Linked DNA regions of Mus musculus: region 2 is linked to region 1. Evidence: chromatin contacts called from public Hi-C data. All regions are on one chromosome and are shown on one strand. Each heading gives the region's core, a stretch centred on a gene start, on an enhancer-like site or on the middle of the called end of the contact. The rest is flanking DNA. Distances are from core to core; before and after follow the strand shown. Region 1 has its middle 5.1 kb from the start of Gm35579. Region 2 overlaps 9030622O22Rik (a long non-coding RNA gene).

Region 1 (6,091 bases), core at 1,401-3,900:
AAGAGGAGAGATCTAAACTCTTCTCTGCTTCATGTAAGGACACAGGAAAAAGATGGCCATCCCCAGGTCAGGACTCACTGAGAACTGAGAACCCCACAACTTAGGAGCTTAATTTTGGACTTCTCAGTCTCCAAAACTGTGGGAAAGAATGCCTGCCATTTAGAAGTTGTCAGACCATGGTTCTTTTATTACAGCAGCCTGAACTACAGATAGATGTGTATATATGTATATATATGTGTGTGTGTGTATATATATATATACATATATATACGTGTGTGTGTATGTATATATATATGTGTGTGTGTGTGTATATATATATATATAGATAGAGAGAGAGAGAGAGAGAGAGAGAGGGAGAGGGGGGAGGGAGGGAGGGAGAGGGGGAGGGAGGGAGAGAGAGATAGATTAGATAGATAGATGCAGGCTTAGAAACAGCAGCCTCTGACCACATTAAGAAACAGACACTTTTAATTTGTCTGAAAAAACAGATAATGGGTCAACTGTGTATAAGATGGAGAAAATGGGTTCCACGGGTGCCCATAATAAAGTGCACAAGCTGAGTTGTGAACATGACATGTCCTGCTTGCCCTTCAAGGAGCATCCTAGATATTGACTCCTCCCCATTTTCTTCAGAGGATGTAAAGGTGAGTCATATGTAAGAGATGGGCATGGACACAGGTCTAAAGGCTTCTACCCACTCATCTGCAGTAAAGCACATAAGAGAAATTGTACAAGTGTTGAAAGGGTTCCTTCTGTCTGGGTAGTTTTAGAAGCACTTTACCTTCTAAGTAGTACATATATATCAAGTTAATATCCTGGCATGTATAACAAAGAAGTCCCTGCTTTGGAATCACTCAGTTGTTCAAACTCATCTATTGATATGTAACCACTGGACCTGCCTTGGAAGAAACCTTCACAGATCATTTACTGATATCGTCTCTCGTGATTCTCCAAATTAACTAGACTCAGCTGGTCATTTCTAACTTGGGATCTTAGCTTTAGTTTGTTTTCTGTTGCTGTAACTGAGTGCCTGAAGCTGCCAAACTTATGAAGAATAGTTTGCTGGTAATTGGGGTTAAATAAGGCCATGAGAGTGGGGCCCTCAAGATGATGTTAGTGGCATTGTAGAGGCCCCAAGTTAGCATTGCTTGCTTGGTCTCCTCGTGTGCTGTTATGTAGTACTGCAGCAGAAGACCTTCACCAGCAACATCCGTTTTCTTCTTTATAAATTAGTTAGTGTCGGTATTCAGATGTTATCACATGTACTAGGATAGTTCTCCTTCTTGGATGGCATTTAACTTGTAAGAAATGGGTCATGCAGAGGCTTAGGGATACCTGTATTACTTGAACTTTTACTGCCAAAGCCTGGGTTCTGGGCACTATAACGAGCTAGGTTTGGCCACTGGTCCTCCATACATCAATTAAATCTATAAGCAACAGTGTAAAGTAATTTATTCAATACAGCCATACTGGGTGTATGGAAGAAATAGAGAGGTTGAAGTGGAAGAAATAGAGAGGTTGAGTGGCCCCAAAGTTTATCTTCTGGGCACCCTCATGAGGTTCATATTTAAACAGAAGGCAAGAAGTATGCATAAGCATTCAGCCCTGACCAAGGTGTGGTACTGTCTATCACTGAGCCATCCTTGTCTCTCATGCCTTCCTTGTAGGGTGGTGTGACTGTGTAAAATCTGTTCCTAGGATTCCAGTTTAACCTCTGACTTGAATTGCTTCTTTCTCTTTACCCACCTTCAACTCCACATAGACTCCTGAAAAAATTCCAAATCCGTGGGATCAATTGTTTCACTAGCCTGATAGTTACAGGAAGGACACTAGTATTCTAGAATATCTTCACTCCTACTAGGACATTACAGCTATGCAAGGAAGCTACCGTGGATCCTATACCATGTTCTGAAATGGAATGCAGCATCAGAATGCTCATATGGAGGGCCAGGATAGTGGACATATTTGCTCACACATCCATTGGTCATTGGATGCTCTGCAGAAAGGGAATGGGCTTGGGTGAAGTGGACTGTCAGTGAAGATGGTCTGCAGGTAAAGTTACACTTTCAGAAATTGAGAACCCTTTCCTACAGTCTGTTCTCTGCAAGGAGGGGTCTAGGCACAGGGCAGTGATTTGTTGTTCAACTGCAAATAACAAGGACTTTTCCTCCTGGAGATTGGGGTGGGACAGTTTCTGGGGTCAAGCTGGAAGTATGTTTTGTGAAAGGCTTATGTTGATTCTTATTTACAGACAAGTGTCCCTGCAGTGGTTGATGGGCCTGAGGACTTGGGGATAGAGGTGTCTGTGCACCAGGACATTGGGTCCGATGAGCCCACCTGGACTGAGTCTCAGAATGCAGTGACCATCAAAGGGCCTCACAGAAAAAAGTAGGAGCAAGCTCCTTGTGTCCAGATGCCTGAGATTATCATGGGATATTTAGCCCTGGTGCCACTCAGGCAAAGCAGAGCTGGAAGGTGGGTCTGCTTTCCTGCCTCCTCCTGCTGACTGGCTCCAGCCAGCCTTGTCTCAAGGAGAGCTTGTTCAATTGAACTTTCAGCTCCCTAAATTGGCTCGTTCCCCTACCAGAGAAAACAGCCCTATTATAAACATACAAAACTAGAGTTAGGAGGGGTTGGGGGACTGCAGGCTCTTGCCTAAGTCTGGCCTCAGAATTGACTTTTCTGTCAATGAGAACACAGATTTGCTTTGACTTCTCCTGTGTGCTTTGGCAGTTTCGGCATGGCTGTAAAATTTATCCAAGGGAAACTGGCATTTATCTTGGGTTCACTTGCACTGGGCTAAACTGATAAACAGATGGGGGTTGGCCAGGCCATGGCTAATTTGGTTAGCACTTTACAAAACACAAATGTCACCTTTATTTCTGCAGGATTATTTATTGCTAATTGGGAAGTTATTGGTCTGTTATATTCGGACAGGATCGTTCACACTGTTGAAAACCATCTACTTCCTGGTTTTTGTGAAGCAATATCCATTATAAAGAGGAGGGAGTGTGCTGCCTCGGGTGGGAAGATCTGTCATTGATGCCAATAAAAGAATAAAATGATCCAACTGGGTCTGCATATGCACACAAAGCGAACTTATCTGTAAGGCTGTAGAGGGAAGAAAAAAAGAGAGAGAAAGGGAGAAAAAGAAGAAAAGAAAGAAATCCACAAGATCTAAGGGAAGCTTGCAAAGAAGACCAGAATTCAGAACAATGTCCTTCCCTGCTGTCTCCGGACTTTTTTTCTTTTGTGCCTGCCTAAAGGCAGTGGGAGGATCAGAGACCTCATCCTGGCTCTGTTTACTTTGGGAACAATCGGTGATGTATGAATAATAATGCCTCCCTCTGACCATGACTAATTGAATTGCAGCGAGCATGGTGCCCAGTGAGGGGCTTTGCTGGCCAGTCCATCACACCATTTTTCAAGTAGCTCGGGACAGTGATTGATGGTCTGGGTCCTTCCAATGAGCACCCTTGAACACCTAAGAGCAGGAGTGTGAACCTGCATTCCAAGTTTCTATTAACCAGAGCCTCGGGGAACAGCGGCTGGCAGGAGTCAGTGCTAAGACTGGTGACAAATAGAGCGACTGCAGGGAGAGGAAACCTTGTCCAGCTTCACCCATACCTGACTTTAAGAAAATCCCTGTATTGGGAATGGATAGGAAAATATCCCACTAGGGATCACCAGGCCACCGTGAGATACCTTCCGTTGCAGCTGACCCTATTACTAGGAAGTGGTAGGAGTGATAGCCTGGGGAAAATAAAGTAAGATAGGCCAAGATGTGTCTTGTAAGAGGGTCTTTAGGAGACCTCTTAAGGAATAGGAAAGAGTTGATGAGATGAGAAGCTAGTGCACAGTTGGAAGCGAGCGAGTCTACAGCCACATCCATAACCTAACAATGGAGAGCCTCGGGACCCTAATGTGACCAGCCCGGCGGCTGTCTGAGCTGTGTTTACACAGTGAACTAGCAGCTGAGACCCTGGCTCAGTCGACTTTGTTCTCACAGCGTGAAGGTGACCTGAGTGAACTGCCGGAGGCTTGGTGCAGTGAAAGCCTTCCAGTGGTAGGGTCACCGCCATCTCTCTCAGGTACATTTAGTGGGCCAAGCCCTGCTTAGGCACCTTTTCATCCTAGCTGCGCCTGCTGCTCTGGCTAAACTTGGGGGATGGATGCTGGCCGGAAGGGAGCTTGCAGGAGCCCTTCTGCTGGAAACCTCTAGAGAGACAGGGGGCAGCCTAAGGGACTGGTACTGAACGTCTTAAATTGTTAAATTCCTTCATGCACTTTCAGAGTAAATTTCACACCCACCCTCTATGCATTAGAAATTTCCAGGAAGTGTGCCACCAGACAGGTCTCTCAGCTAAATCTTGTTTAAGAATAACATATGTTTTTACCCAAGGTGAGATTTACACGTGTAATTCGGATATGGTATTCCTGTAAACAAGATTTTAAAATAAATAGTTAAATGATTTTTTTTATATTTTTCCGTTGTCTATTTTGTCTGTCAGTTGGCTATAATCTACTTATTCATCTAGGTGGCTATTAGCTAACAGTTCAGTTATCCATGTATGAATCCACCTATTCACTCATCCACCCATCTTCCTGTCTAGGTGAGCAGCTTGTACGCTCTAAGAGAGCAGCCCCTTCCAATGGTGACAGTAGAAAGCAGGGTACAGTGCCACAGTCCCAAGCTACTTCAGATCTCTTAAGCCAAGCAGAAAAGTGATCTGCTTTCTGCTTTGTATATCTTGCTTCCTAACCCCACTTGACCAAACAGACAAGATATTCAAGGAAAATAATCATTTCCTGGTGCTTATAACCAAATGTGAAATATTTCCAATCCCTTACATCAAGGCCGTGAGAGCCTTTTAGTCCCTGGCTTCCAATCCCCAGCCCATCCTACTAAACAAACAGTCTGACCACCCGGCGTGGGCCACACTCCTGGGGTTAAGATATTCCACCCAAAATCCCCTCGCTCTTTCTTCGCTGATATTCATGGCCACTATTCTTGTGCTTTGAATACCAAACAAAGGGAGAGGGAGCTGGCTTAGCGGCTGCACCAGTAATGGGAAGGGATGGGCACAGAGATGTATTTACCCCTGTGTTCCTGTTCAGAGTATAAATATGCCAAGCCCTCACTCAGGATCCACATTCAGCCTGTCATTATGAAGCATCAAAATTTATTAATAAGAATAAATCTAATTTCTAGAAAGACTGCAGAGGACAGTCTTATGGGCTCTGCGACTATGCCCAAATTAATTAGGAACCACCTTCTGTTGACCTACAGTACAAGGAGCAAGCTGTGCCTTATAATAGAGGGGCTTCAGATAGAACAATATCTACCCTGGAGTCACATGCTGGACCTAGATAGTGTTTGCATGCTACTGCTTTAGTGAATGGAAAAGATGCTTGAGGGGGCATTTAAAGGGAAAATGAATAAGGTCTAGGAGAAAAGACAACTGCATAGAGGGGGCACAAATGTCTCTAAAAGAAGCAAAGACAATAAGAGAAACAAGTTAGAAATCACAGATTTCTCCTGCACTCAGTTATCGCTGGGGCCAGTCTTAGCTTCCAGGACCTGTACAGCTGTGAGCAAAACCACCAGACCTTAAGTATTGCAAAGTTGCCTTTGGAATGCTTCTACTGTTAAAAGCAATGGGCAGAGTTCCTTCAGACTATGAAAAAACGATGCTTCCCACAGGCTGAGTTCTTGGTACTTCTAATCATGCACCAAATATGTCACTCCTCCCAACAATCTAGGAAGTGGATATCACCATTTCATCTCTATAGATAAAGCAACCAAGGCAGAGAAGGGTCAAGAACATGCCTAGTACATCTGACCCCAGCCTCCTTTGCCTTTCATTAACTCAGATCAGTCCTCTGGGATCTGATTGAAGTACTAATTGGATTCCTCCATCGCTGCCAGGAAGACCTGGACAAGCATGTGTTGTTCTGAAAATATTCTTCCCTAAGTCTTGAACTATACTGAACAAAGCAGACAAGACACAGTGAGATTGTGTGGAAAACCCCTGATGCCTGAGATGCAGAGCCCTGGCATCACAGGCAAGACTCAGGAGGTCAAAGGACA
Region 2 (6,091 bases), core at 1,621-4,120, 120 kb after region 1:
TGGAAGGCAGGTCCCCTAAACATATAGTCAGAGGGGAAAAAAAAACCAACCAAACAAAAAAACATGTTCCTTTATTAGAGGATACAATGAAATGTCTGTTAAAAAAAAAGAAAAGAAAAGAAAAGAAAAGAAAAGAAAAGAAAAGAAAAGCAGAAAAACTGGAACAGGACTTAAATATCTAATTCATTTTTAAGACTATTATCTATTTCTTATGTGTGTATAGAAAATCATAGCAAAAGATGACACGTTTGATACGAGTCTTTATTTTGGTCTGTTCATAAATGTCATCAAACATTTGCAAATGTCTCTTTCAAAAGATATCTCTTTCTCCCTACACACACACACACACACACACACACATGAATATAGTACTCATATAATACTCACTGCCATCAAAATCACTTCCCAGCTCTGCCTGTGTACAGTTTAGAGGCCGTGTGTGGTGACTATGTTGTTGGTGGCAGTTTCCCTGCAGGAGAGCCCTCTAGCAGGAGTGGGAGTTGACACGTGGCCTCTGGCTGCTGGGCTCACAGCACACCCCCACAGTGAGCAGAGATGAACAGGTGCCCCAGAGGCACCATGTGAGGTCGCTTCTTACAGAGGAGTGTCTCAATGGGAGGCCTTTGGCTTCCTGGCCTTTCCCTCTGACCACCCAGCAGGAAAAAATCATAGGGAAGAGGTTTTTCCCTACCAGTTTTGTTAGTGGGAAAACAGACGTGACACAGACATTCAAGCATTCAAAGTCCCCAAACTTACTGGGAGCACATGGACTTTGGATGGCGAATGTTTCATGCACTCATAGCAAAGCATTTTCTTTGGCATAAAACTTTTTTTGCCTTTTCACCTTGTAAGACCATTCATGCTAAATCAGCCTTATTACAATAGAATTAAGAGTCAGAGGAGCCTCACTCCCAACTAGTGGTAAAGTCCATGGAGTCAGAAGACAGCATCCAGCAGCACAAAGACTCAGTTCAATTTTTGTCTTTAAAATAACTTCAGAAATGTCAACTTCGATATAAACGGAAGGCTATGCATGTGTCCACTTTCTTTTGTGGTGGTTAAAACAAGCTGTGCTTTGTACGAGGGTGCATGTAGGAGAGAGCACATTACTGATGCTGGAGGTGGAATTTACTCTGGGAATAAGTGTAATTTCCAGCAAGTACAGAAGCACGTTTATGCCCCATCTCTGGGTCAACCTCTTTCGAATATGATACACCACCATTACACACTTTGGAACAAATGAACTGCCAGAGGAAGAACCCAAATTCATATTCAGAAACTTACTATTGCAGTTGAATAATTTTTAAATTAACTCCTTCAAATTCTGCCCTATTTTAGCAGCTGACGGAATCTGAAAATGGCTTGACACTCAGTTTTAAAAACTACTCTTCCCTACACAGCATACACACACAGCTCTCACCCAGAGGCAACATTTTGGCACAAAACACTGACCCTTTAATAAAACTGGCCCACAAAGATCACATCTTATCCCAGCTTGGATTTAAAAAGGAGAGAAAGAAAGGCATGAACCAGACATCAGCAATGTGAGAGTCTTCCGTCTGTTCCCTCCCCCTCAATTCTTCCTTCCCTCCCTCCCAGTCCCCTGGTCAAAAGAAAGAACTGATCTATGCCTGGTACAGTAAAAGACACCCCGAGATTTAAGGGGATAAGTGAAGCCTTACTTAGCCACAAGGCTGCAGCTGTGTTCTTATCTGGCCAAAGGAGACGGGACAACAAAAGATCCCAAAGAAGGGACAGTGGATGCATGGGAAAGCCACTACCCCAGCATTGTGGTGCCCTTCTGCTGAGCAAATAGTTCAAACTGTTCGTTCCCATCTTCTATTCTCTGCCGGTTCGTTGTGTGCGACCTTGCATTTCATTCTGCAGGGAAGGTTGCTCGCTGGGCCCATAAGCAAACAGTCCAGCAAAGAGCGGGCCCTCCTCCCCTCTTCCCCGGAGAACTAGCATTTTTATTTCGGCTCCAAGCTGTCAAAGACCTGGAGAGTTGATGTCGGTGTCCTGAATTAATTGCTTTAAGCTGGAGCAAGCTCCACGGGCTGCCAAATGTCCAGAAGATGTTTATTAATAACGTTTCCTCCAGGATTCCGGCTCAGAGCTGTCCTTGGGTGGTGGCCTCTTCCTGCTGTCACCCTCTCACCCCTGGCCCTCACACAGTCCAGAGGGAGTTGCCACTTTCAGTCACTGGGACAAAATCATAAATTGCCTTTAGTAAAAATATTCACCTTTGTAAGAGGATACTTGTGAGGGGCAGATTTATTCTCATCCATAATGATCCGAGTCACAGAAGCCCCTGACTCGACTCTGAAGTGGGCTGTGGGAAACAAATAGTCCCCAGGACACCCTAGGGTGCCGGTCACTTATCTGGTACAATTAACCAAAAGAATGGAAAAATGGAAATCATCTTGCTCTCTCCCTCCTTCCAAGCTCTTTCTCCCAAGAAAATCCAGATGGGCAGACAATACAGTGCATTTTTAAGTTTTCCTGAAGAGGAGAGCCCCTTTAATAGAATGAAATAATAAACCAATTTATATACCGATATAAGACCGGGATCGTGAGTGCCATTGTGTAATTTTCCACTTGACTTTTCATTATCTACCTGAACAAAATCAATCTATATGTATGGGATCAGCATACAATTCCAGAGATAAAAGCTGAATAAATGCGCTTTGCATATCCTGCAGATAAAAGACACAGTGCCCGGTGCCTTCTTCTGCAGGAGATGCATTTATTAAATAAATTGTTGTGTCAAGGCAAGAGCCAGACAAAATGGTATATCTGCAGTGTTGACTCCTCTGCTGGAAATATCGATCCTGCAAATGAACAGTGGTTAATAAGTACCCTGCAGACCGTATCAGCTCTTCCGACCTAGCTTGCCCAGAGTGCACTCAGGGTCAGTTTTCTCCCAACCAAACCTCCCCAAGTGGGGGAAGAAAACTTCCCCTATTAACATGGATTTAAGGCTGAGGACTTCAAGAGCCTCTGGAATCCTCTCCATAGAAACAAAGCACCTAGAAAAATTTACACATACAAACTCCAACTCAGCTCGTGCCCCAGCTAGAGAAGACCTTCATAAGGGCAGGGGAAGTGGCAGGCTGCACTCTGGGATTGGTGTGTTTTACTTTAAACAGGTTGTGTTTCATTTTCTGTATGTCCTTCATCACCTTGGAGTACAGAACACTAAAAGTCTCTCCGCATTTGCGACACAGAAAAGAATCACCGGGGCTGGAGAGATGGCTCATTGGTTAAGAGCATGTGGGCTGCTCTTCCAGAGGACCCAGGTTCAATTCCCAGCACCTACATGGCAGATCACAACTGTCTGTAGCTCCAGTTCCAGGGGATCTGACACCCTCACAGACATACATGCAGCCAAAACATCAATGAATATATAATAAAACAATAAAATCCTAATTTAAAAGAAAGAAGAAAAGAAGAAGGAAGAGAGAGAGAGAGAGAGAGAGAGAGAGAGAGAGAGAGAGAGAGAGAGAGAGAGAAAGCATCACTGTAGGTGTGTGGCATACTTATTCCCTGACTACTCAATAGTTGTTGAGTGTGGCCTGGTTTTTGGTTAAGTCTTACTGGGTTCAGAAGCTCTTTGCTCAGCCTGCTCTGACCTCCCAAGATAGTCCCCCAGGATGCTTTTCTATTCTTATTCCTAGTCATCTTTCTGAGAAGCATAGATTAACCCCCAATATTGTCCAGACCACCAAGAAAAAAAAGCCCCCAATTGTACCCAAGGTATGGGTAACCAGCCAGCTTTCACCACAAATGATTGCTTTTGAGTTGGTGGATAACTTGGATAACTTCAGTCCTGCAGGAAGAGCAAATCAACACTTTTTATTTTAAGGTCTTTCCATTGACAGTTCTCATGGCTGATGTTTTGTTGTTGTCTACATTTGTACAGCAAGCACAGCACCCACCTGGGCCAGGACAACCACTACCTCTCTAAAAGCCAGCCTTGTTTTGTCTCACTTCTCTGTTTAGATGTAGCTAACACTGAAGAAAGTATGCAGGGTCATCTGACTGTAGTGCCGTGGCCTTTGGGGACATTTTTGTGAGGGTCAAAGTTCAGTATGGGGAGAAGCTTGTGTGCTTCCTCAGTCACATGGTGCTCTTAGGCAAACAGATCTGCCAACCTCGTTCCTCTGATCTTTTTGTTCCACAAGTTGTGAATAAGCAGATCTAGAGAAAACAAGAGTGCAGCTAAAAGAGGCCTGTTCAATACCACAGAGTTATATTTCCAGCATTCTAGAGGCTGAGGCAGGAGGATCACAAGACTAGACCAAGCTATAGAATGAGATCCTTTCTCTCCCTCCCCTGAATATGCAGCAAGAAAAGCACTTGGGAGGCAAAGACAGGTGGATCTTTGCATTCAAAGTCAGCCTGGTCTACAAAGTGAGTTCCAGGGCAGTCAGGAAACTCTGTCTAGAAAAACTAAAAAAGGAGGAGAAAAGGGAATAAGAGGAGGAGGAGGAAGAGAAAAGAACAGGAGGAAGGAAGGAAGGAAGGAAGGAAGGAAGGAAGGAAGGAAGGAAGGAAGGAAGGAAGGAAAAAGAAAAGTGACCCTGTTGGAATTGTATGAAAAGGGGAAAAGAAAAGATTAACTCCTTGGTGGCATGTTTGAGGCTTTTTATATTTTTACTATAGAGTTGATCCCTTCTATCCTAAGGTATTCAGGTATATTTTATTAATGCCTTAATTAGCAACTTAAAATGTCACCAAAGAGAACAAGCAAAACAAAACAAAACAAACAAGCAACAACAACAAAAACCATATGAGTTCCACCTAGGACACAAAATATCATGTAGGGGCTCTGTCTCCTCCTTCATTCCATGAAGAAAAGAATTTACTAGACTGGAGTGTGGAATACAGAGTATTTCCACTTACACAATTCAATTTGCTCAAGCTAGAAGCTTTCATTGCTAAGTAATATGATAACTATCTTCTGCTGAAACAATGCTCCACATCTAATCAGAATCCCAAGCCAGAGTTGCAACACAATCCATGCTTATAAAGCAAATATTTACAAAACAGAAAACAAAAACCCTGAGTTTTCTTTAAAGGTATTGTTCGTAACCATGTCACAGCTAAGCTATCTTGATGCTGTTTCCCAGAGGAGGAAATATAGATACTCAGAAGTCCAGTAAATATGCCTAAGTGCAGACAGTAAATTAATATGACAGGGTAGGTAGAAAGTTGTTCTTGACTTTGCTAGCTCTAGATTTTAAAAGCCATACATTAGTAGCTCTGATACTTTAAAGGAACAACTACAGAGGTAGAACACAAGTTAGACTGAAAGCAGGCATGCAACAAAGACAAGGCAGCCAGCTGTTTACATAATATTCTTCTTGAACCCCTTTAAAACCTGGAAATTGGTCAGATGGTGTGTCTGCCTACATTTAACTGAAATTACTTTTCCCAGAATAATGGCTTTATTCATTTTTTCCCTGTGTGTGCATAGCATTAGAAGGAGAAGGAAGAGGAGGAAGAGGAAGAAAACAAAGAAGAGGAAGAAGAAGAAGGAGCAAGAGGAGGGGACGAAAAGCATGCTCATTCAACTTTCCAGCGATTTCAATCATAAAGAAGAGTGGTTCCCTCAATAGCAATGCCCCAGACAGAGGAAGCCATTCACAACAAGCTGAGTGGAGTAGTAAGAGTTCCATTTCACAGATGCAGAACTGGATGGTTCTCTCTGTCATGTGGCAGAAGTATTTAGTTTGCTCTTTCATAAAAGTCAAATAGGAATACTTTCCAAAGATGGTTTTTATTGAAAGGCACGAGGTAGAGATTAGATGGAACCAAGTTGAGCATGGCCCTGTATCAGAAGTTCCTACACACCCCTCTAGAACCATCCATTCATATCAATAAGGATGAACTTGCCCCATCCAGCTCTTGGAAATGCCATCACTGATACTCATCCAGGGCAGGGTGCATTCTAGATATGGAGCCAGATGAGAAAGCCTGTATCCTGGAGATTCTGAGAACTTTCCACAGTACTTAAATGCCTTTCAAGTGGTCCTGCATCCACAGAATTGAAAGATAAATGATTTTTTTTATTGAATGCATACTAATG

What was found. Hi-C and Micro-C count contacts between places; a contact is called where the count stands out from the background.
Region 2: a contact with region 1 is called in a Hi-C map of liver, with 1.9 times the contacts expected there. The contact joins two enhancer-like sites. A contact is called at or near these places in 1 of 39 promoter capture datasets (liver), 3 of 484 Hi-C or Micro-C datasets (embryonic fibroblasts, liver and nephron progenitors) and 4 of 115 datasets of contacts at active chromatin or transcription factors (embryonic midbrain, embryonic stem cells and pancreatic cancer cells).

The regions. Positions count from the first base shown.
Region 1 is chr2:147,902,586-147,908,676 of GRCm38.p6, forward strand. No RefSeq gene overlaps it. Among named protein-coding and RNA genes, the nearest start is that of Gm35579, 5.1 kb to the left of the region's middle. Within about 2 kb of position 2,651, at least 27 of the 459 cell types and tissues checked have an H3K27ac peak or open chromatin away from gene starts, as enhancers often do. A contact at or near this core is called in liver, where this site is marked.
Region 2 is chr2:148,021,596-148,027,686 of GRCm38.p6, forward strand. 9030622O22Rik (a long non-coding RNA gene) reads right to left here. Exons shown (of 13, transcript XR_866820.3): 4 at 388-2,202. Among named protein-coding and RNA genes, the nearest start is that of 9030622O22Rik, 16 kb to the right of the region's middle. Within about 2 kb of position 2,871, at least 23 of the 459 cell types and tissues checked have an H3K27ac peak or open chromatin away from gene starts, as enhancers often do. A contact at or near this core is called in liver, where this site is marked.